Regions from separate parts of the Mus musculus genome. Here regions 1, 2, 3, 4, 6 and 7 are each linked to region 5. A link is a contact called in public Hi-C, HiChIP or PLAC-seq and promoter capture Hi-C data. All regions are on one chromosome and are shown on one strand. Each heading gives the region's core, a stretch centred on a gene start, on an enhancer-like site or on the middle of the called end of the contact. The rest is flanking DNA. Distances are from core to core; before and after follow the strand shown.

The links. Promoter capture Hi-C pulls out the DNA fragments that hold promoters and counts their contacts. A called contact is a pair of places that touch in the nucleus more often than the background predicts. HiChIP or PLAC-seq counts read pairs in DNA pulled down with a chosen protein or histone mark.
Region 1: a promoter capture Hi-C map of hippocampal neurons shows a contact between it and region 5, with 25 times the contacts expected there. The contact joins the enhancer-like site here to the promoter of Flrt3 in region 5. A contact is called at or near these places in 13 of 39 promoter capture datasets (the 3T3-L1 cell line, cranial neural crest, embryonic stem cells and 6 more), 6 of 484 Hi-C or Micro-C datasets (cerebral cortex, cortical neurons, cranial neural crest and 3 more), 8 of 115 datasets of contacts at active chromatin or transcription factors (SST interneurons, astrocytes, embryonic forebrain and 5 more) and 1 of 9 other capture datasets (adipose tissue).
Region 2: a contact with region 5 is called in an H3K4me3 HiChIP or PLAC-seq map of forebrain, with 42 times the contacts expected there. The contact joins the enhancer-like site here to the promoter of Flrt3 in region 5. A contact is called at or near these places in 4 of 39 promoter capture datasets (cranial neural crest, hippocampal neurons, liver and 1 more), 3 of 484 Hi-C or Micro-C datasets (the N1E-115 cell line, cortical neurons and ventral hippocampal neurons) and 6 of 115 datasets of contacts at active chromatin or transcription factors (VIP interneurons, astrocytes, embryonic forebrain and 3 more).
Region 3: a contact with region 5 is called in an H3K4me3 HiChIP or PLAC-seq map of embryonic forebrain, with 11 times the contacts expected there. The contact joins the enhancer-like site here to the promoter of Flrt3 in region 5. A contact is called at or near these places in 8 of 39 promoter capture datasets (the 3T3-L1 cell line, the C10 cell line, cranial neural crest and 5 more), 3 of 484 Hi-C or Micro-C datasets (cerebral cortex, nephron progenitors and palatal mesenchyme), 3 of 115 datasets of contacts at active chromatin or transcription factors (astrocytes, embryonic forebrain and forebrain) and 1 of 9 other capture datasets (embryonic stem cells).
Region 4: a contact with region 5 is called in an H3K27ac HiChIP or PLAC-seq map of SST interneurons, with 9 times the contacts expected there. The contact joins the enhancer-like site here to the promoter of Flrt3 in region 5. A contact is called at or near these places in 8 of 39 promoter capture datasets (the 3T3-L1 cell line, frontonasal cranial neural crest, hippocampal neurons and 3 more), 6 of 115 datasets of contacts at active chromatin or transcription factors (SST interneurons, VIP interneurons, astrocytes and 3 more) and 1 of 9 other capture datasets (embryonic stem cells).
Region 6: a Hi-C map of embryonic retina shows a contact between it and region 5, with 2.3 times the contacts expected there. The contact joins the enhancer-like site here to the promoter of Flrt3 in region 5. A contact is called at or near these places in 3 of 39 promoter capture datasets (cranial neural crest, embryonic stem cells and second pharyngeal arch cranial neural crest), 1 of 484 Hi-C or Micro-C datasets (embryonic retina) and 3 of 115 datasets of contacts at active chromatin or transcription factors (embryonic forebrain, embryonic limb bud and stem cell-derived neural progenitor cells).
Region 7: a contact with region 5 is called in an H3K4me3 HiChIP or PLAC-seq map of embryonic limb bud, with 18 times the contacts expected there. The contact joins the enhancer-like site here to the promoter of Flrt3 in region 5. A contact is called at or near these places in 10 of 39 promoter capture datasets (the 3T3-L1 cell line, the C10 cell line, cranial neural crest and 6 more), 1 of 484 Hi-C or Micro-C datasets (cerebral cortex), 4 of 115 datasets of contacts at active chromatin or transcription factors (VIP interneurons, embryonic forebrain, embryonic limb bud and 1 more) and 1 of 9 other capture datasets (adipose tissue).

What each region holds. Positions count from the first base shown.
Region 1 is chr2:141,875,091-141,877,969 of GRCm38.p6, reverse strand. The region is part of intron 8 of Macrod2 (mono-ADP ribosylhydrolase 2); the gene reads right to left. Among named protein-coding and RNA genes, the nearest start is that of Gm25583, 240 kb to the right of the region's middle. Within about 2 kb of position 1,314, at least 24 of the 459 cell types and tissues checked have an H3K27ac peak or open chromatin away from gene starts, as enhancers often do. A contact at or near this core is called in SST interneurons, cortical neurons, forebrain and 2 more, where this site is marked.
Region 2 is chr2:142,333,471-142,336,379 of GRCm38.p6, reverse strand. The region is part of intron 16 of Macrod2 (mono-ADP ribosylhydrolase 2); the gene reads right to left. Among named protein-coding and RNA genes, the nearest start is that of Kif16b, 570 kb to the left of the region's middle. Within about 2 kb of position 1,444, at least 73 of the 459 cell types and tissues checked have an H3K27ac peak or open chromatin away from gene starts, as enhancers often do. A contact at or near this core is called in the N1E-115 cell line, VIP interneurons, cortical neurons and 5 more, where this site is marked.
Region 3 is chr2:142,162,325-142,165,048 of GRCm38.p6, reverse strand. The region is part of intron 8 of Macrod2 (mono-ADP ribosylhydrolase 2); the gene reads right to left. Among named protein-coding and RNA genes, the nearest start is that of Gm25583, 520 kb to the right of the region's middle. Within about 2 kb of position 1,333, at least 21 of the 459 cell types and tissues checked have an H3K27ac peak or open chromatin away from gene starts, as enhancers often do. A contact at or near this core is called in embryonic forebrain, where this site is marked.
Region 4 is chr2:141,981,955-141,984,941 of GRCm38.p6, reverse strand. The region is part of intron 8 of Macrod2 (mono-ADP ribosylhydrolase 2); the gene reads right to left. Among named protein-coding and RNA genes, the nearest start is that of Gm25583, 340 kb to the right of the region's middle. Within about 2 kb of position 1,266, at least 4 of the 459 cell types and tissues checked have an H3K27ac peak or open chromatin away from gene starts, as enhancers often do. A contact at or near this core is called in SST interneurons, where this site is marked.
Region 5 is chr2:140,669,940-140,672,893 of GRCm38.p6, reverse strand. It overlaps Flrt3 (fibronectin leucine rich transmembrane protein 3), which reads left to right and starts at 1,418. Exons shown (of 3, transcript NM_178382.4): 1 at 1,418-1,648. All of the region lies in intron 3 of Macrod2 (mono-ADP ribosylhydrolase 2), which reads right to left.
Region 6 is chr2:142,127,797-142,130,703 of GRCm38.p6, reverse strand. All of the region lies in intron 8 of Macrod2 (mono-ADP ribosylhydrolase 2), which reads right to left. Among named protein-coding and RNA genes, the nearest start is that of Gm25583, 490 kb to the right of the region's middle. Within about 2 kb of position 1,378, at least 1 of the 459 cell types and tissues checked has an H3K27ac peak or open chromatin away from gene starts, as enhancers often do. A contact at or near this core is called in embryonic retina, where this site is marked.
Region 7 is chr2:142,023,511-142,026,248 of GRCm38.p6, reverse strand. All of the region lies in intron 8 of Macrod2 (mono-ADP ribosylhydrolase 2), which reads right to left. Among named protein-coding and RNA genes, the nearest start is that of Gm25583, 380 kb to the right of the region's middle. Within about 2 kb of position 1,373, at least 2 of the 459 cell types and tissues checked have an H3K27ac peak or open chromatin away from gene starts, as enhancers often do. A contact at or near this core is called in embryonic limb bud, where this site is marked.

The sequences.
Region 1 (2,879 bases), core at 65-2,564, 1.2 Mb before region 5:
GTAACACTTGCCTTAGTCATCCCAGTGAATAAAGACATCAGAAAAGTTGCTGTTTCCTGAAATATTTAGAAATGTATGCTTAGAAAAGATGGCAATGAACTCCAACAACCCTGTAGCATGCATGATACCTTTCATTAGGAATTTCCTTTCTGACATGCATCTACAATGTGATATTTTAGAATCTCTCTGCTTAGATATAGTTAAAGGACATTAGGGGATCTGGAAAGCTTATATGCTGCTAATCATAGCTGCTGGCTAGAAATGTGGTGGGAAATAGTCCTTTTTTCATAGTCATTAACTCTGCGTTCACACATGGGTTTCATTTCCATATCACATGCTTCTATGAAGGCTCCTGACTCCAAAAGGGGTCAGGATCTCAGCTGTGGGCTCTCAACATCTCTTGCAATCGCATCAAGACAGGCAAAGCTAGAAATAAACCAACCAACCAACCAACCAAACAAACAAACAAACAAACACCACCCCAAAACAGAAGAAAGAAAAACCAAACCAACCAAACAAAAACCCCTGTGCATTATGAGGCTGGGGTTGGGCCATTAGGCATTAGTCATACAGAAATGTAAAAATGTCACTATAGACACTTTGTAGGTTGACTGTCTATACTTCAGAATACAATTTCTATGTTTATAATTTCATTAGGACCATCTTGTCTCCAATGGTAAGAGAGAAATAGATTCTGGAAATAAAGGAAGCTTGACTTGATGCTGAGTCACCCCAGCAGCACAGAACACTGAGCCAGGAAAAATATATGTGCCACTGTTGGGACCAGCTAAAGAGTTGCCTCTTATTCCACACAGTATTCAAACAGTGATGCAGCAGTGTGGTGAAAACAGTGGAGGGCTCTGTTCTGATTTTAATTCCCCAGGCTCATGTGGCTATAGAGAAAGAGCAAAGGCTTACAACATAGTGCGGCTTATCTAATGAAGCTTTCCTGATAAATAACTCAGCATAAAATAACCGTAGGCACAGTGTTTTCTAAAGTTCCACCCAAGCCTCTCTATTCCTTACATTTCACCTCTCTTCATTTTAGAGAAAGGTTTTATTTTCACAAACAATAAAGATGACACCCTACTAAGGACAGATAAAGTACTCAAATGATGTTGCCTGACAAGGAAAGGTCACCAGTGAATTTAGTCTTCAGGCACCAAGTAAAATCGAGGATGTCTGAACACAGTCCAATCAAAGAGCCCAAATGGGAGGCTCAGCTCTGAAGTGGGAGGAAGTGATAACCTCACAGACTGTCAGCAAAATTCCAAAGCTGAGCAAATCCACCGATTCTGGAGGAAAGCCCGCTCTCTTTATCTTTCTGGTTCACTTTGCACATGCTGTTGGGAAGTGTTGAAGTCGACTGCATAATTCATGCTCACTGCAGTCTAAAGCATAATGAGAGTTCGTCCAATTTGCCAACACTTTGAAGAAGAAGGGTGTTCAGACAATAGCAACCACGGTGCTATAAATGGACCCTGATGAGGGCAGGAAGTCAGCCTTCTCTTAAGTCACTCCCTGGCTCAGTAAAGAAGTCTGACCTCTGCTGTTCTCGACAGTGCTGAAAGCATTAGCATCTTCAACACTGTATCCTCTTCTAGATTCCTAAAATATCCCCTGCTTTTCGGCATGCAATTTAAGCAAGAAATACTTGCAGCCTTTTAGATCAGGCCATCTGGGAGTTAGGTGGCTTTGATCGTCTGGTTTAGTCCTTGCCCTTTGCCCAATCCATTGCCCCTCTCTTTAAGACGTAAACCAGACTCATTTGGGAGCAAAATTATGTGTCCAAGATTGGAAAACAGAAAAAAGATGTGTCCAGAAAAAAAATGCCAGATTTGACTAATTTTTAGGTCATGCTTTAATGATCAGGCGAACAGATTCAGGCATGAATGTCACATCTGTTCCTTGAAGATGAATGATCAATTCAGTCATATTCAGTGTAGAAGAATTGTTTGAACCTTATGAAGAAATGTTTCATTTCTTCCCTAATTTTTTCAGATGGAAGATTGGCCTGAAGGGGAGGATGGTTACATAACTAATACTAGTTACTTCAGCCATTAACATGTGGAACTAGAGGCAAACTTGGATTTCCTATGCCTCTGCCCTAACATTCTGCAGGCTGTCCACCCACCAGGAACAGGAAAACAGGAACAAAATGGAATAAAAGTCTTTTTTTCTTAAATTTTATTTTTATAAATGTATATGTATGTATGCATGTACTTTGGTGTGGACACATGTATGTGTGTATACATGTGTGTGCATATGCCCATGTGCACACATGTGCATATGTATGTGTGCAGGCCACAAAAGGATGTTAGATCCCCTAGAGGTGGAGTTACAGGCAGTTGTGAGCAACCTATCTATGGATACTGGTATACTGGAAACCAAATTTGGGTCCTCTGAAAGAACAGTAAATGTTCTTGACTGCTAATCCACCTATACATTAACCCCTCAATGGACTTCTTTATAATAGCAAAAATATCTACATGCTGATTTAATTTATTTTGTGACCAATATCTTAGTGTTTAAGGCAGAAAGTAACTTGCATTATAGTCATGATGTCTTGGTTGTAATTCATTAAATAAAATCTTAACGTGTGAAGTGGAAAAATTATGGTGAACCTACAAAGAATAAGCCAGGAATAAAACGAAGCAAGCTAAGACTTTGGGATTAATGCATCCATTTCCCGGGAAGACAACTGGAAAATGGAAGTTTGAGGCAAGCATTAAGTATGGACATTGTGCCCATACTTACACCTTTGAAGGCATAAGTTCTGAGAACTGGGTTTGCAAGACTGCAAGTTTAAAAAAACAAACAAACAAGAAACAAAACAAAAAGGAACTTCATCAAACTAGTTGTCAGCCTCAGCCTTAATA
Region 2 (2,909 bases), core at 195-2,694, 1.7 Mb before region 5:
GAAAAGCCTCTATAAAAGATTACATTTTTATTTGTTACACCCACTGAGAACATTCATCCTGCGTTCATCTTCCTGCAAGTCAAGTTTTGCTTCAGACCTTGTCATGTGTTGATGATAGCAGTAAATTAATCGCTCAGTCTTCGGAGTCTGCCTGGCAAGTCAACTTCCCATCCCACTCTAGAGGCACATTCCGGTTTTAAAAGGGGACTTACTCTGTTCTGACTGTAGTGTCCTCTGCAGCTGCGGTGTATGTGTCTGGCCAATCTTCAGAATTGGTATATCTCTAGATCCCTGCATTGTCACTCAAAGAGGAACTGATTAGTGTACCCAGGACAACAAAAGGCCTTCTAATCAAGCATTGCAGCTCATTCCTCTTATGGCAGTTTACAAAGGAAAGTCTCTTCTCCCAAGTCTTGGTAATGGGCAACCGAATGAGGGAAGCCTGCTTGTCTTGTGACCCTTCAGACCTGACACCCGAGTTCCAGCCTCCTTCTGGAAGGCATGGGGGATACACATTACCTCTCCTAGTGAGGCTGGGCTTCTCCAGCATTCCATGCGCAGCATGAGTGTCACAGACTTAGGCTCTGTTTCACTTCATTTTAATGAGAACAGAGTTTAATTTAAGTTTCAAACGCTTGCTTTCTCCCATAGATGGGAGCAAAAAGGGCTAAGGCTATGGGATCAACACTGCAATACATATGGCTATTCACAATTCAAGGGTCACCGCCACTCAAAGGTAGGGTGCAAATCTGAATTGCAGCTAATTAATTTAGCCTTCATTATCAACCGTTCTGAACCACAAAGGAAGCTCACCAGCTATTTTCCAATGACTAAGGGATTAAAAAAAAAGCTGAGTGAAATGTCTAAGAGACTTAGCAAACAAACTGTTGGCCATTTGGGGGTATCTTAAGGCTCCCCAAAATGCACCCCATGATTGAAATCAATTAAAAGGAGCCAAAGGCTGACCTGCTGAAGACAAAGAGCTTAAATATCCCACCTACCCAATAAAGGTCCGAAAGATCCCAAAGCCCTGGAGGGAGGCCTCATGAATACTCTTGAGAATTTTTAAATGCCTGCCCCGAAGAAAGAGGGATGTGAGGAAGAGAGAGGTCTCTGCTTCTAAATAATAGTGGCTCTCCTGTGGTTAGGCACAGCCTGTAGGATTTGCGTTTCAAGTTCTTTATTGAAATTGCTCAGGTCTTTTAACAGATCTCCTGTGAGGACTCAAAAGCCTTAAGCTAATTACGCTTGGCTGAGATATGCTTGATGAGATGGGAAAAACAGAGAGCTTTTGAAAGGGTGAAAAATCTCTATCCATCTGCTGGTGGTCTTACGGAAAGAATAATAGAAGAGAGGTGGAGGGCAGCCAGCCAGGGTAGGGAGGCAGAGGACTCCTTTAATTACAGGGTCAATGAGACCATTACCGCTTGGAATGCTGGGAAAGGCCAGCCAGACAAGCTCTGGGAGCTGGGTAGCAGCAGCAGGAGCAGCAGTGCTTAGCTGAATGAGCCCAGCAGAAGACGGGAGCCACAAAGAGGATGGATTTGGAAGGAAGAGAATTTGGTGGGCTTGGAGGAGAAACTCACTTTAAATGAGAAAGGGTAGGTGGTCTGGAGAAAGGAGGAAGGCTCTCAAGTTTCACAACAAAGCTCATCCCCCGCCCCCGCCCCCCTTCCTCCCTGGTTATCTTTGGTCCTGAAAGGCAGCTGCAGATGGAGCCCCAGTGACGTGGTTCTTTCTCTCTGGTGACAGTGAGACAGTTGCTTCTGTTATCCTTGGCAGTGCAGATGAACAGCCTGCATTTGGCTTTCAAATCAATGCCCCAGGTGTTGACTCAATATGGAGAACAGCTTATGTGTGTCTCTCTAAGTTCACTTCGGCTTTTGAGTTCTGTTTTTTTTCTTTTTTTTTCTTTTTCTTTTTAAAAATAACTAATCCCCTCAAATTCAGCCGAGAAAAATGCTTGAGTTTGGAAGACAAACTGACTCAAAGAGAACGGCTTAGATAGAAACCTATTTTACTTTGAATAGGCTAGCTCTTGAAAGTTGAACACCATATGTCGCCAATTCTAATTTATTTATTTATTTTAAAACGCTTGTAAATGTAACACCACTTTTGTTCTCCTGACTCTCGTTTCCTTCTATGTATGAACACGAGCAGAACTACCAGAATAATGTGGATTCAGCCCATTTTTGTCCTCCATTGCTTATTTTCTGCTCAATGAGGCCAGAGAAGAAGAGCTTTGGTGTCGCCAGATTTTGAGACTACACAATTCACATGTGTGTGTGGAGCATGTTATAAACAGTGTTCTTCTCCTATGTCTTCACTGGGTATTATGGTATGGCCTGTATATGCAAGAAAAGCTTGGGAGCGACTGACCTTGCATTGTTCTGTAGTCTTTTACTCATGCTTAAGTCCTGATGAGAGGGGCAATACCTGGAGGAAAGAGTCTTTTATTGGCTCTCTGCTCATGGATCAGACTGTAAACTGTTTCTCAGTTACATGAAAGGAATGGACTCAGGAAAAAGAATTCCCCGTCAGATCCAGAATGGGTAAAGGTATCACACCCACTTCCTATCTCCTCAGATTAATTTTTTTTTTTTGTCCAAAAGTTGGGATTTTTTTTTTTTTTTGATCCAATTTTCCTCCTCCCAGAATAGAATGAAAAACTGTCTTGTAGCAGAGTGGAGATAACCTGGGGCCCAATTCCTCTGCCACTCAAAGACAAGACTGATTGGCCCTTTGATGGCTAAATGTACACATGTTGTAGCCTTTGTCTTGTGGATTTTTCTGAAATTATAAGATGCCCCTGGCATTGGGTGAGTCAGGTCTGGAAATTAGACTTCATTTTTTTTTTTTTTTCTGTATGGGTTCTTTGCCTTTTAGTTTCTTTAAGATACAGGGGAGCT
Region 3 (2,724 bases), core at 84-2,583, 1.5 Mb before region 5:
AAATTTTAGAAGCCAGGGCTGTGATGGCAAACTCTTTTTTTCTCTCTCTCTCTCTTTCTGCCTTGAACTATAAAGAAATGACTTTTCTGTAGCTTAAACTACATAGCCGGTGGCATTTGCAACACACTCCTGGCACATTAATGCACTCTAGCATCTCCAGAATCTTTATGGGGTCACCTGACTCCTTCACTGTCCTTATCTTACTGCAGCTTCTCCCAACCTGGCTTCCTGCCTGCCCAGTCCTCCCTCAACACCTCCTACCCCCAGGTATTGATCAAGATTACATTCCCACGAAGCTCCCGACTGCAAATCTCACTCTCAGTGTATTGCTTGGATAGACTTGACCCCTGACAACACTTTATAGATTCCATGCCATCTCTTGGTGTCTAGCCTGTCAAAAGTTAATTCAGCCGGGGAGTGTCTTAGCTCCACTAAAGTACTGGGCTCCTCAGGGCATTGTGCTGTCACTTGCAGGGTACACTAAGTACCCTCAAACTAAGAAGACGCTGCCAGAAATAGGTCTTTTGACTCAAATTTCTTCTTCCCCATCTAGTCTGTGACATGAAATTACCCTTCCAATGTTAGATCTATTGTTCATGAAGCTCGTGTCAACCCCCGACCCAGCTGCAACTTCCTATTGTATATTTCATACTCCTGCCTCTCGGAACACACTTTCCTCTTTCTTTTATTTGATTAAGAACATCTGCAGAGGTGGTTCGGAAGACAAAAGTTAATAATTACTCCTTCTTTGTCAGAGTAATTAAAAATTTCAAGGAACAATTGTCATTCATTGCTGCCTATGGGTTTGGCACTGAGACTCAGGCTTTATAAAGCTGAAGAAGCATGACCTTAAAAAAATGCCATTATTAGGAGAAATCCAAATCACTGCTCAAGAGGAGAGAGGAGAATGCCATGCTAAGTCACGGGGTGCTCAGCAGCCTGCTTAAGAGGCTCAAAGGGTGGGGCGGGTTACCACACAAGTCAGTAAGGCCGGCTGTGTATTATCACGTCTTCCCATTGCCATTAGCATCAAACGTGCTCTGCAGATGCCATTTACAGTTCAAAGAGAAACTCATTAACATATCTTCCAAAAGAGCTTTTTTTTTTTTTTTTTTTTTTTTGGTCGGGACAAAAAAAAAAGCTGTTTTTTTTTTCCTCAGTCTGGTGTCCCTCCCACTTTTGCAAGAAAGAATCTCTTTGTTCAAGAGGCAAACTTCAAGAGAATAATCCCCCACCAGTAATTTTCCTTAGGTTCCAGTCTCAGACAACACAGAATCGAGCAAACTGAAATGGTGCTATCAGCAATCCCCATCCCTCCCCCAGGCTGATGGCAGCAGCCATAGTGGAGGGTGGTGGGAAGGGGCGGGGCTGTTATGACTTGAGTGTGCGCTGTGTATAAAAGACAGAAAGGAATACAAAGAGCAACTACAGTCAGCATTTATCCCCTCACTGGTCTGCTATTCTCTGTCTCCTTCGACATGCAGGATTTGTTCCCAGCTCCTTTGTTATTTTGCATTTTTATCTCCTGTGGCTATCACACATGGTCTCTGTGGTTTTGAATGGCACCTAGAAGAACACGTCCCCCACATAGACTGTAAGTTCCCATAAAGAGACATTGCCTTTTACTTGGCCCCTTATTTTCTTCCTCCCCCTTTTCACCTGGCAATTGGTGGAATCAACAGAAGAGTGTAGGGGGAAAAAATCAATGTTGCTTCATTGGACCAACAGGCTCTTGAATGGCTTTAATTATAAATCTCAGACTTTGTTCTCTCGAAGGACCATTTGGAAAAAAAGTGTTGGTCTTGGTTCCTTTTATGTCAGGAGTTGCCTTTGCTGTCTTCCTTTCCTCTTGCATGTAAGTCACCTACTCCTGCCCAGCTTCTGATCTGCTTGCTCTGTCTTTATACCAAGAGGTTCCAGGAGAGCTGGTTTCCACTTTACATTTTGAACTCACAACTTTTGGTGATTCTGTTAAGGCTTTTCAATGTTTATTATCAAATATTTTTGACAGCTAAGTCTCCCTCAGGGGAAGTGGCATGGAGGCTAAGTGCCCTGCAACTTTCTGCTTAGCTTGGGGGTTTTGTCCTGTTTTCTTTTCTTTAAGGTCTGCATGAAATGTTCTTTGAAAAGATGAAAACAATGTTTCCTCTGAAATACTCACTGACCCTTGACAAAGACCTGCCCAGCTTGTACAATGTCTTCAAGCCTTTGCTGTTCTCCGTGGGGGAGTGGGAGAAGCCTCACTACCTGCCTCCCCAGCCCCTAGCCTGAAAATTAGGAGTACTGGCAGAAAGCCCGGATGTTTGTATGTTGTGTGACAGAGGAAAAACAGATGGATATTAGGTCAGCAGGTAGATAATTTCTTTTTTTCTTTCCTTCTCTAGCCTGCGACTTCTCCCTCCTCCCCTTCCCTCCCTCCCTTTCCCTCCACTCTTCCTTTCTCCTCCTTCTTACTTTTGATAAAGTTTTACTAAGGAACCCTGAGCAGTCTCAAACTCCAGCCTCAGCCTCAGGAGGAGTACAAGCGGGCACAACCATGTCTAAGTGGAGGATAGATGTTAGCAGGGTTTCCTGCAAATGCTTTAACTTAAAGTAACTTTTTGCTGCAGATTTTACAATGCTAACGTATGATTCAGACTTTAAACTTTACATTTTAAAAATATGTCTATTGTAAGTGCCAGGTGCATGGTAAAGAGGCCTTGGACATGGCCTCTCTATGGTTAA
Region 4 (2,987 bases), core at 17-2,516, 1.3 Mb before region 5:
CACATGACTGTGGCTATGCACATATCCAAGAACTTAATACCCCTTTTTCTAGATCTCCCCAGAGATGTTGGTACTGAAGAAATTCAGGCATGTACAGGATGTTTTAGCAAAGGAACTTATCATAGAAAGCTGGGAACATACTCTGGAAGAGAGCAAGGAGATGATTGACCTGGGTTCTGAGATGGAATGAATCTACAGGTCAGATCTGTCATTATTTAAGTCTGAAAATAGGGAGGTGGAGACAAGATCAGTGGGGGTAGGGATATGAAGTTAGGGAGATGAATGGTGGGTCTTTAGTGCAAAACTGCAAGAGAGTCCCAAGATATAAAAGAAAATCAGAAAAGATGAACGTGGAGATGTAAGCAAGGGTCCAATCAACAATGCAACTGTTTTAGCGGTTGCTAAGATACTCATCAACTATTAACTGCATCAGGAACATAGCATATATGAATGTATGTGATATTCCTCACAGGGTTGTGAGGTATCTGGATCACTGTCAAAGGGTAGGAACCTGAAGTTTAAGGCTTAATCTTTAGTCCCTCCACTATGGCATTATTGCCATTTCTGGGAGGCTAGTTCTATGACATAGCAACTTCCTTGTGCATGTCTGAATATCGAGGAGTGTCCCTGGCCTCTGTCAATTAAATTAGATTAGTACTCTGCTGACTAATGGGGACAAACAAAAATATCTCCAGACATTACCAAATGTTCCTGGAAAGCAACACCATTCCTGTTTGTGAACTATTTGTTCAGGCCTTGGCAAACAACAAGGTCTCTCAAGAAGCAAACAGGCCGGTGAAGTATGATGTCATTCCATTACCCACACAGGCCAAACTCTAAATACCTGCCAAGAAAAGTAACATAACACAGTAGACTGATAAACATAATCAGGTTAGAAATTTGTTTAGAGAGAGAGACTGCTTTTGTAAGTTTCAGTGTAAAAGAGAGGGGAAAAACTAAACACTAATAAACAGAGGAATGGAATCTGATTAAACATGTCACATTTCAGCCTTTTCATTTCCTTCGGATGACACGAGTCTGAATGTTCAGTGTGTACTGTTGATGGAGGTGTGCACATACATACACACTGCTGTCCACGCCTTCGCTTCCTGCAATTTTATCCTACAATGCCTTAAAGTAAATGTGACATTACACACATTTTAGCATCTATTTTCCCAGCAGGAAGTGTAAAATAAAGAGACTCAATCAGTATGTTAAAATAAGATCTGATGCAAGGGAGGGAGCAAAGCTTTCAGATCAGAAGAAATATCATCTCGAGGAAATTAAAAGCCTGAAATATGGCATATGATTACTGGCACTGAATTCCTACTGCTGTGCTTTGGAGGGACTTTTAAAGATTCTATTTGCTAAATAAATCTGCAAGATTGCATTACTTTCCCAAGTCTCAGTGTACTGAAGTGAGAAAAACTGTGTACATAACCGTTGCTAGAAAACTTTCATAAGTAGGGTCTGGGTGGAGAAGAACAAATTGCTCAAATCTGTACATATCAAATAAGGCAGTTGTATGGCTTCCTTTAGCATGCTTCTTTTTCCACCTAGTTCCCTAAGAAAATAGATGTGAGCTGGCATGAAGTTACCCAATCAATAAGCACACTATAGCTTTCTTTATCTTTCTTCCTAACTTCCTTCCTCACCTCATTTTCCTTTCTTTTCTTTCTCATTCTCTCCTTCCTCCTATTTACTCCCATCTTTCCTTACCCATGCTGTCATTTATTGAAAAAATATTCACCAAACACTCATTAGACTGTACTTTATAGGGAGGTTGCAACAGTGGCCTCAAAGAGATATCCATCCCACTTTCATGAAATGTCCAATCTATGTAAAGTGGTAGTCAGACAATAACAGAACTATTATGGAGGCAGTCCTAACGAGAGCTATGACAGATGGACAACTATTTCAGTGAAAGCCTGCAGACTGTGATCTTGCTGGGAACTGGGCGTGGCCTTCCTGAGATACCATCTGAAGGACAAACAGGAGGTAAGCAAATGAGAAGCAAGAAAGCAGTCTAGTGACCAAGACAAGGCAGAAGCAGAGGTGTCTCTACTTAGTATGGGCAAAACATACTTGCAAATCCCAAAGAAGGGTACTCTGAGCAGAAGGCCCAGGAGAGAGCAAAAGGTGGTGATGCAGGGTTAGAAATGCTCTGGTGGGGACTACAAACAGAGTTCCCATCTAGTTGTAAGAGCAAGCACCAACTGAAAACTTTGTTATCTTGCAAGAGTTTTAAAAGAGTTATTTCTCTAGAATGCAGACAATAGGAAGGCAATATTTTATATGATAGGATCTGATCTTAAACAGAAACAACCATGATATTGTATACTTCAAAACAGAGCCTCATCAATCTACTTTGATGGGACGCTGAGCATTATTTCTAAGATTATGCATAGTAGGAAATAGATACTGGATTTAGTGATGAATATTACTAATAACTAACTACATATTACTATAACTAATGAATATTTTCTCTCACTATACTTTGTCTCCCCCAGAATGACACTTCTCCAAATCAAATATGCCTTTGGCCCTTACAAATTTAAAAATAAAAGCAAATCTTTTACTATATTTTAAAATGAATTTGAATTTGCCAGAGTCTTGTATCATCTTCATATCTTCTCTGACACAGGGTATTTAATGTGAACTTAGTAGGTCTGTTGTGAACCTTTGGGTTATACACTACAATAAGAGATTCTGAAAAGAAAAATAAAACCAACCAACCAAAAAACAACAGCAGCAGCAACAACAAGAACAACAACAACAAACTCTATTTTATCACTGGGGATCTTTTAACCAAAGCCACACTGTGTAAGTACTTTAATTGCTGGTTTGGAAAATGAAAAGGAGGTAAAAAAAAAAAACACTTTACCATTAAAAACAACCTAACATTTGTCTTAAGGGATTCCTGATAGGAAACTCTAATTCCAATGTTCAAATAGCTGAGAATTACATTTTTATGTTATGTAAGTGAT
Region 5 (2,954 bases), core at 169-2,668:
AGGTTATCAGTTACACCTACTTTTTCCATCAAAAATCTACGGCCACCTCTCAGTTTAACCTGCACTACTGAAGACTTCTGAGAAATTGGCTTTTCAATAGATGTTAACATGCTAAAGTCCTACTTTCATTCAGTGGGCCATTCCTCAGAAGTCAGCAAGAGAGCAAGCATAGAACAATAGGTGTCGGAACATCTCTTATCGAGGGGTCACCTTCCACTCCTGAGAGCACCCATTCTCAGAGGGGAGTTCTAAAGGTCAAACAGCTGCCAAACTCAAGTTAGGAACCACGTGAAGCTAACGGAGAGAATAGCCATGTACTCCTAAGACAGACAACTAGCCTTCAGAGACAAACAGACCATTTCCTAGAAAGGATAAAGTCATGAGCTTGTTAGAATCAAGCAAAGAAAGAAGGGAAAGGAGATTGCTATTTGGGTAAATATAGAAACAAGATTCGTCACTTAAATTCACTTACTTAGGAGAAAACTTACAAGTCCAAATAACAGAAAACTGATGATAAAATTATACCTGGAAATTAAAGTCTTGGAATCCTGTTAATTAGGCAGAGAAATCTTAGTGTCTTGCAACTGTCACTATTTATTCATGTACGCAAATTAAAATGATTTAAACCTGGAAGAACCATTTCTAACAGATATTTTAAGATATTGATGACTGCAGCCATGCTCGTGGCAGCAAAAACCATAATAATAATAATAAAAAAGAATGTAGTTAGGCTCAACCCTTTTAATTTTAGGGAAGACTGATAAATATGAGTGATTGTATCTTCCTAGTTCTGAAGTAGAGGTATACCCTTATGCACACATGTAGGTGGTCTCTCTAGTAGTACATAAAACAGTCTTCATTATGTGAAAATGCATGTGGAAAAAAAAACCTTTCTACTTCCCAATAAGACTGCTTTCTTCAATATTTTTCACTGTTCTTCCATTTTCTCCCTTCTCCTAAGTAAATCACCATTTGACCCTGCTTTCTCATTTGCCAAATCAATATTAGTTGGGATTGCCATCCTCTGTTCTCCACAGTTACGATTTTAATGTAATAAAAATAATCTGACTTTTGTTAACTTATTTTTGGTACAGATGGCTTGAGCATCAGACACCTGTTTCTCTATTGTGATCTTATAAATATTCTCCTAGCGTGCTTGTGTTTTTCTGAGTGTGCTATCACTACCTTGCAGTAGTAAACTTTAGGGAGCGCGGAGATTCCAGAGTTGCTGCCTACAAACCAAATGGCATCTCAGCTTTGGCAAACTGAAAGGCTCATTTCGGCTTCTCTCACCCCCTCTAGCGTTGGCAAAGCTCATCTGTCTGATTATCCAGTTACCTCACTGAACAAGAGCTGGGCTAAGTCCTGCCCACCTATGACATCACCCCCTTCCTCAACCACTGCGAGGTGAAGCTTTAAACTTCAGACTTGGAGGTGGGCTGCGCGCAGTCAACTGGATGCTCTCGCGCGCAGTCCTCAGCGCAGGAGTGATCTGAAGCAGGACCGCTCAGGCTGCAGCTGCCGTGGCTTTGTGTGCACTGGATGCCGCGCTCCGGAGACGGGGGAGGGTTTTTACTTCAACTCACAGGCAATGGAATTACAGCTGTAGCAGCAGGGTATAAAGGATTGCTTTTTCCTCGTCTTCCTGGTAAGTGTTTTCCATGCTTTTTCTCATAATTGTCCCAGAAACTTCGCTTGCTCTTACTCTCTAGAAGGAAATGACTAGCTTGGTTCCATGAGGGATCCAAGTAGCCACGTTTGCTCTGTCAGCAGGACGGGTCAAAGATGTGCGTGCAAGCCAGCTCTAGGGAAAGTCTTACAAAATAGCCGAATGTTATAAGTTTCTTACAGACTTAAATCATTTTTAAAAATAATAAATAGCTCCTCTCTGTTTCAAGCAATTTCTATCCGCGCAGAGCTTCACGGAAAACTGCAGTTGGAAAGTTGAGTGTTTGAGATAGGAGAGGCAGATTTTTCTCGGCTACAAAAGCGAAAGGTCGCTAACTTGGTGTGTACTGTATGTGTGGTATGATCACCTATCGCTGTTTCTATAACTGTGAAAGAAATCAATAACCCCTCAGCCCATGAGTACGCAGTACATGAAAAGCATACATCTTGCTCGCCGCCAGCAAAGCTGCGCTGGGAGACTGGGATGCCTCTGTAGAGGATTAACAGCTACACCTAGATTTGAAAGCTTGCACTGCTTATCCGGCCCCAGCTCCTTCAGGCATTCCGGGCTCGGGAATCTCAACTAGTAAATCCAACTCAGAATCTCCGGGCCAAACCATATTCCCAGTCCAGGAGACTGTCAAAGCCTATCGCTTGGGCGAGTGTAGAATGTGACTAGCATAGTAACTGGGTAGTCCACTCAGAAAAACTAACAAAGCTCACCCTGGAAGCCGTGCTTGATGTATGCAGTGAGGGGAACAGGGGAGGGAAGCCTCATCAAATGGCAAAGGCAGAGTGTCCCTTCACTTGCAACACACAGTGAAAAATATTGTATTGATACAAATGCGTTAGACCACAAAGCTTCCAAAAGGTATTTAAGTGTATCTAATTAAAAAAAATGTTTTTCAGTAAATTATGTCTGAAACAAAATGGTTGCATAAAGGTAAAGAGTGCAACAGGCCCATCTTTTCTCAACATTGGGAGCGGGTTTATTACTTATTTAGAATGAAAAGGAGATGGAAAATGTTGGTGTTTTCCAAATTACAAAATCAAATGGTTTTTAATAATTATTTTGATTGTTCTCAATAAATCTATGCTTCAAAATGCACATATTTGCTGTGTTATTGGGATGAAACAACATGGTCAAAGCCATGAAAAGTGCTTCAGCTGTGGCTATTCCTTTATTCATCCTTAACTGTGTAAGAATACCCTAACCAGTATAAACAGAAGGATGAACCTGTCAGCTCCCAGGCTACGATCACTTAGGCTTGACTCAGAGTGACAGG
Region 6 (2,907 bases), core at 129-2,628, 1.5 Mb before region 5:
AAGCAAGGAAAGCCAGGTTCAGAAAAAAAAATATTTTATATCCAGTGCGGATTCTAGCTTCTAATTGTTAAACATGTCTGTTGAGGGTAGGGAAAAATATGGTTAAAGGAGAGGAATCTAGAAAGGGACCCATGTGGCTGGCAAAAGAATCCTCAAGGAAGGACACACAAGGAGGGCCAGAGAATAAAGCAGAAACCTGAAAATCTCGGGCTTCAAGGGTCCAGTGCAGGGTCTGAGCGATGAGGAAGGAGGAGAAGAAGGCAATAGGAGGTTGGGAATGAAATATGTATTAAAACCTCCTAGGGAAACTTATTACCTGTAACTTAATTTTAAAGTATTTGATATATTTATCATTTTTTCAAAATAAATAAAAGTGTAGCACTTGCCTCTCCTTTTATGCCTTTTTGGAGTTAACAATTAGCAGAGTGACATTCATATAAGAAAGTGTTTCTTCACTTACTGAACAAACATTCATGGTCTATTCCAGGAATAACTGAGTAGTAATGGATGTAGTGAATTAAATTGATGCAGCGGCCCTAGCCAAGTGCTTGTGTCAGTACCTATTTTTTTAAAAGGGGGAATTACTATGGTTTTTCCTGGTAGGTGGGGGAGAGCTGAAGTTCTCCTTGGCTCTTCATTGATTCCTCAAGGCATTGTAGCAATCATTTCCTTGCTTATGGCTCCATCCTCAGGTACCATACTGTCCAGAGGACACTCAGCAAAGAAGAGCACTCTTTAGATTTGCTATGCTCTGAAAGACTAAATGCTTTGCAGCAAGCCTTTCAAATAGGCATGGAAAGGAAAGGAAGAATACTATTCTTTCCCTTCGCATAGACTTGCAATTTTCATCTAGCCTTACCTTTTCCCTAGTATTCTAGTACACAATGAATTGCATCCCAGATCTCCGCAAGCCTAAAATGGTAAAGAAACTTATGCAGGAAGAGAAAATAGTCATATCTTAAGATAGCATCCAGTATTACTATAATATCATAAAGTACATTTAAATTAAAGATATAAATGAATATACATTTAAGGAATGCGATTCATGTAAGGGGTCCACAAAACAAAACAAACAAAATAAAATTAAGCCAACACTATCATTTCTAGATTGATAATAGCAAATTGAAAAATAAATCAAAGATGTATATAGACAATTCAAGTTCCTTACTGGTAGCTGAGTTTATTGGTGAGACCACCGCAGTTACCAACTGCCCAGCAATTAATTGGATCTCTCTGAGGTCGATGCAATTACATCATTAAGAAATAACCAGACCAACCATTTTACAGTCTGGTTCCTCCAGTTGTCTTAATGACTGAATTGAATTGGGCAGCCCAGTGACCCCATCAATGGTTTCAGAATCGGGCTGCAAATGATCAAGACAGCCAACCATCCATGGCCAGTGTAATCTCACTAATAAAGTAGAGCTGTCTCCTCATATGGTGTGGAAGTACTAACAGGACTTCTTTCATTCTAAGCTATGGCCCCCATTGGACACAAGGACATTTTCTGGCAATTACGTACCCATATGCCCATTTGATCAGTCGGCCCCAGCTTAGAATAAGTCTACCTACCACCTCGCGGATGGAGGCTTCAAAGTTACTGAAGATGTGAATCTGATTAAGTATATTATAATTGCAAGCCTAGCATGTTGATAAATACTTGGGAACTTTCATGGATGTCATGATGACTGCTTTTGAATGTAAATCCTTTTCTTCCTGTGTTCAAAAGAAATAAATGACCGTTTTCTTCCTTGCTTGACATATTCTATCAAAGAGTGAAATACAAACATTGGAGAAGTGCTTTTAAAGCAATCTAGTCATTCTTAGACTATAAAATCTAAATCAGAACCCCAGAGTTTTCTGGCAGATGTATTTGTTGAATGCAGTTCTTTTCTGCTCAGCAGCTATGGCTCTTACATTGCAAATAGCATTTGCTTTACAAAAGGTGCACAAACAGGAACAACACACACACACACACACCAAACCCACAAATTCACACACTCACACAAGCACACATAAGCACACACATGCACACACACACACACACACACACACACACACACACACACACACACATATACACACACACAGAGAGGCACTCACATCTTAGCAGCTCGTTTGCTGTTATCATACATTTCCTTTCTCTTTAGCCAGCTCTATTTGAAGAATACAGCTTGGGAAGCAGTCATGAGAGCTATTTTACAGTTTACTTTTGCTTGGACATTAGCAATGCCCTTTCACATATTTATCCACAGTGTTTTTTAAATACAACACCCAAGCAAAGATTTATGAGGCCTTTATGAGTAGATTTATGAGGGAAAGCTATTGTGAGTGGGCCATATGCCAGTCTCTGCTACAATGGATTTAAGTCAGCACTTTATTTAAAGGTGTCAGAGTAGAGCTCAGTGTGCTGACTGCTTCTGGCCTATGCAAGGGTTAAATGAGTCTTTTTCAACAAGTACAGAGGAATGACTGTAATATAGCACAGAAGTTGCCACTAATGCAGACGTGTGCCTTTCCTTCTCTGTCTGTCTTCTGAATTCTTTCCTACGTCATGACCCTTCTTCACTTATTTCCTCCACCCATAAAAGCGAAGTGAATTTCTGTGGGATTTTTATGAGTTGAAAATTAATTTAAAATTTTTAAAATTAATTAAAAATTAGTGTGCATGAAAAACATATAGCTAGTCCATATTATTATATAAAATAATGAATGAGGAATTTATTAGTAAGAAAGTAATAGAAACTAAACTATTGAAAGGAGTACTGTTTTAAAGACTAACCTTCTTATGCTAAAAAAGGAAAATTTTATTTTTATTTTTTTAACATTTCTTTTATCATTATTATGTAAATACACTGAAAGGCAGTAAAATTTTCAAAATAACTTTTATTCTTATTGTTACAAGTT
Region 7 (2,738 bases), core at 124-2,623, 1.4 Mb before region 5:
GGTCAGATTATCTCAGTTAGAGGGGACCAACACTAAATATCAGGGTTGGGATATTCTTAGGAATAATATTTTTCTTTATTTAATATAGAGATCAATAACCAAGGATCATTAAAGAAAAGTTTATTTATCATTCATCATAAGAAAGACTTTTGGCAAAATTCAAATCAAATGCCTGAAACTCAGAGGTTCCAAAGAGAGAAATAAAATCTCTAGCTTATTCAAGGAACACTGTCACATGCCCACATTGTCACACATACTCTCTCTCTTAGTCAGTAACATGCAAGAATCAACAAAGTGAGATTCTTCCTGGTTTTCATCTACGAAACTTCAAATAAAGATGCTATTATCCTGGAACAGTAATATTATCAAACTAATTCAAGTCAATTATGAGAGATGTTTGAATGTATATGCCAGTAGATACACATCTAAAAATAAATATCCTAAAATCTATACCCTTTGCCTTCTCTTTAAAAGTCAAAGCACAAGACCAATATGAAATGGAAATACACACACAAGTGCCCCAATTCAAGGAGCCTGCTTCAGTCTCTACTATGCCTAGGCCATTACTAGCCCCAGTAAGGATGCAGATGCAGTGCTGTTTCTCTCCAGAAATGCTAACAGCTAATCAAAAAATACTAAACAGGAATAATTAAAAACAACCAGATGTCAGTCAGAGCAAAACGGGTCTCGATAGGCTGAGAGGTACATCATTAGCAGTTGTTCAGCCTTCCATTGCATAAACCACATTTCTTTATTTCCCTTTCATTTTAGTCATGGGTGTATCAAAGGACAAATTCTTCCCATTCTCCTTCCTTCCTGTAGTTGATATGAAGCATGTGATACAGGGTTACCTGCTTTGGAAAGCAGGGGCGATGACTGATGAGTGAAGATATTAAAACGTTCACTGTTCCCATATACCACATATCCCATATATCCAGTTCCTTGAAAGCATTTGTATATATTATCATCTTTCACACCCTTAACATACATAGAAACACAAAATATAAGGACAAAGGATTAGATGACTCAAGTTACTGTTAGCACTAACATGAGATATTAAAACCATAAAATAGGAATGGGCTATTTTTCCACATTATCCCCAACACGATTAAATTTTGTTTCTAGAATTGACTGCATAAGGAAATGATAAGATGAATAAAAGAGCACTGGGAACAGAAAACTATGCCCAAGTTTAACAAAAAGCTGGAGTGACAAGAGCAGTCCCTGGGGACCAATGCATTACAGCCCTTGGGTCTCCAGGAAGGTCAAGACTGGAAACCATTTACAAACCAGTAACTCACACAGTGGTGGAAGAACATGTGTTGGGAAAATTCAACAGTACTTCTTTCATGTTTATGTGGCCTCTGTGGTTTTAGAAGAAATGTTCTCTGCATAAAACAACATAATAAAAGAAAATCCTGCTACTTGACAGGGTTTCCTCTAATGGGAAGACTTTTTCATGCCCATAAACATTTGATGTCCACATCTGTTGAGGATAAAAGGCACGTATAACTTCCCGTTAGATGCAGAGATTCAGGGTTCTCAGAAACCATATAACACGGTTAATGGAGACAGCAAAAATGCTGTAGATAAAGTTTCCCTGATTAAATTAGTGCTTCTGAAGTTTAAAGTTTTATAGATTGCTTCAGGTGCTTTTCTTTTTATATGGCTTTGGGTGTGTGTCTTTATATTTTAATTCTAGGGAATAGCTTGTTATTGTTTTAGAAACAAAGCCAAAAGGTTCTTAGATTACAAAATAATAAAGTGCCTCTCCCCAGAGGACAACACATTCTGCTTTGAAAATAACAGGTACCTGGTTATGGTAACCTGCTCTTTCACTTAACCACCACCAACAGGACCAGTCTGGGACCCCAGGCCATGCTTTCCCACTGAAGAGAAAATCCAGCCTTCCTTGAGAAGGTTTCAGTTTCTTTCCCTGTCTCAACTTCAGAACGAAGGTAAAGAATTCAGCCATGCTCATCCATGGATGTCAAAGGAAAAATCTAAGGTTCCAGTGTTAACGGACAAAAGCTGACTCCTGTCAATCAGCTCCTGTTGTCTCCCACTGTTCCAGTCACATCCGTGACACTGGATTCCTTGATGTCTCTGAACAATGGTTTGTTCTGTCTCCTACTTCCTAGAAAACTCTTTTGTTGAGAGCTTTGGGTGCCACTTCTAGGAATTTGGCATTTGTCACTGGGCTCAGACAAGGAAGTAGGCTTGGATAAGAATATTAGGAATGGTGACTATGGGGCTTTGCTTGCTACTTTGCTGAATTACTTCCTTATGTGATCTCTTTGCTTACTTCTTTACTTGATTACTTTCTTGTGTGATCCCTCTGTTTACTACTTTGCTTTGATTACTTTGTCTTTGATCTAAGAACTAACCATGTTTTTTTGGATATACCTAGAATGATATAAAAGCAGGCTGGAGAGAACTACAGCTGCTTCAGTCTCAGTGTGGGCTGAAGTCCTGCTATAATTTTGTCTAGTTGTTTTTCTTTACCAGTCCTCACTCCCTCCCTTGATGCCCTGGTGACTGACTCAGCTGGCTTGGTCACTCTTTCTTGTGCTTTTATGGAGCTGATTCCCTCCTGGTCTTCCGTGTCTCACATCACATCTTCCTTCCTTCCTATCCTTCTTTCCCCAGAAGCTCAGTCCTCAACACTTCTGGTTTTTACTTTTTAATTTTATTTTTGTATTTTTTCTGATAGTCTTTACCATCTAGCACATTATATA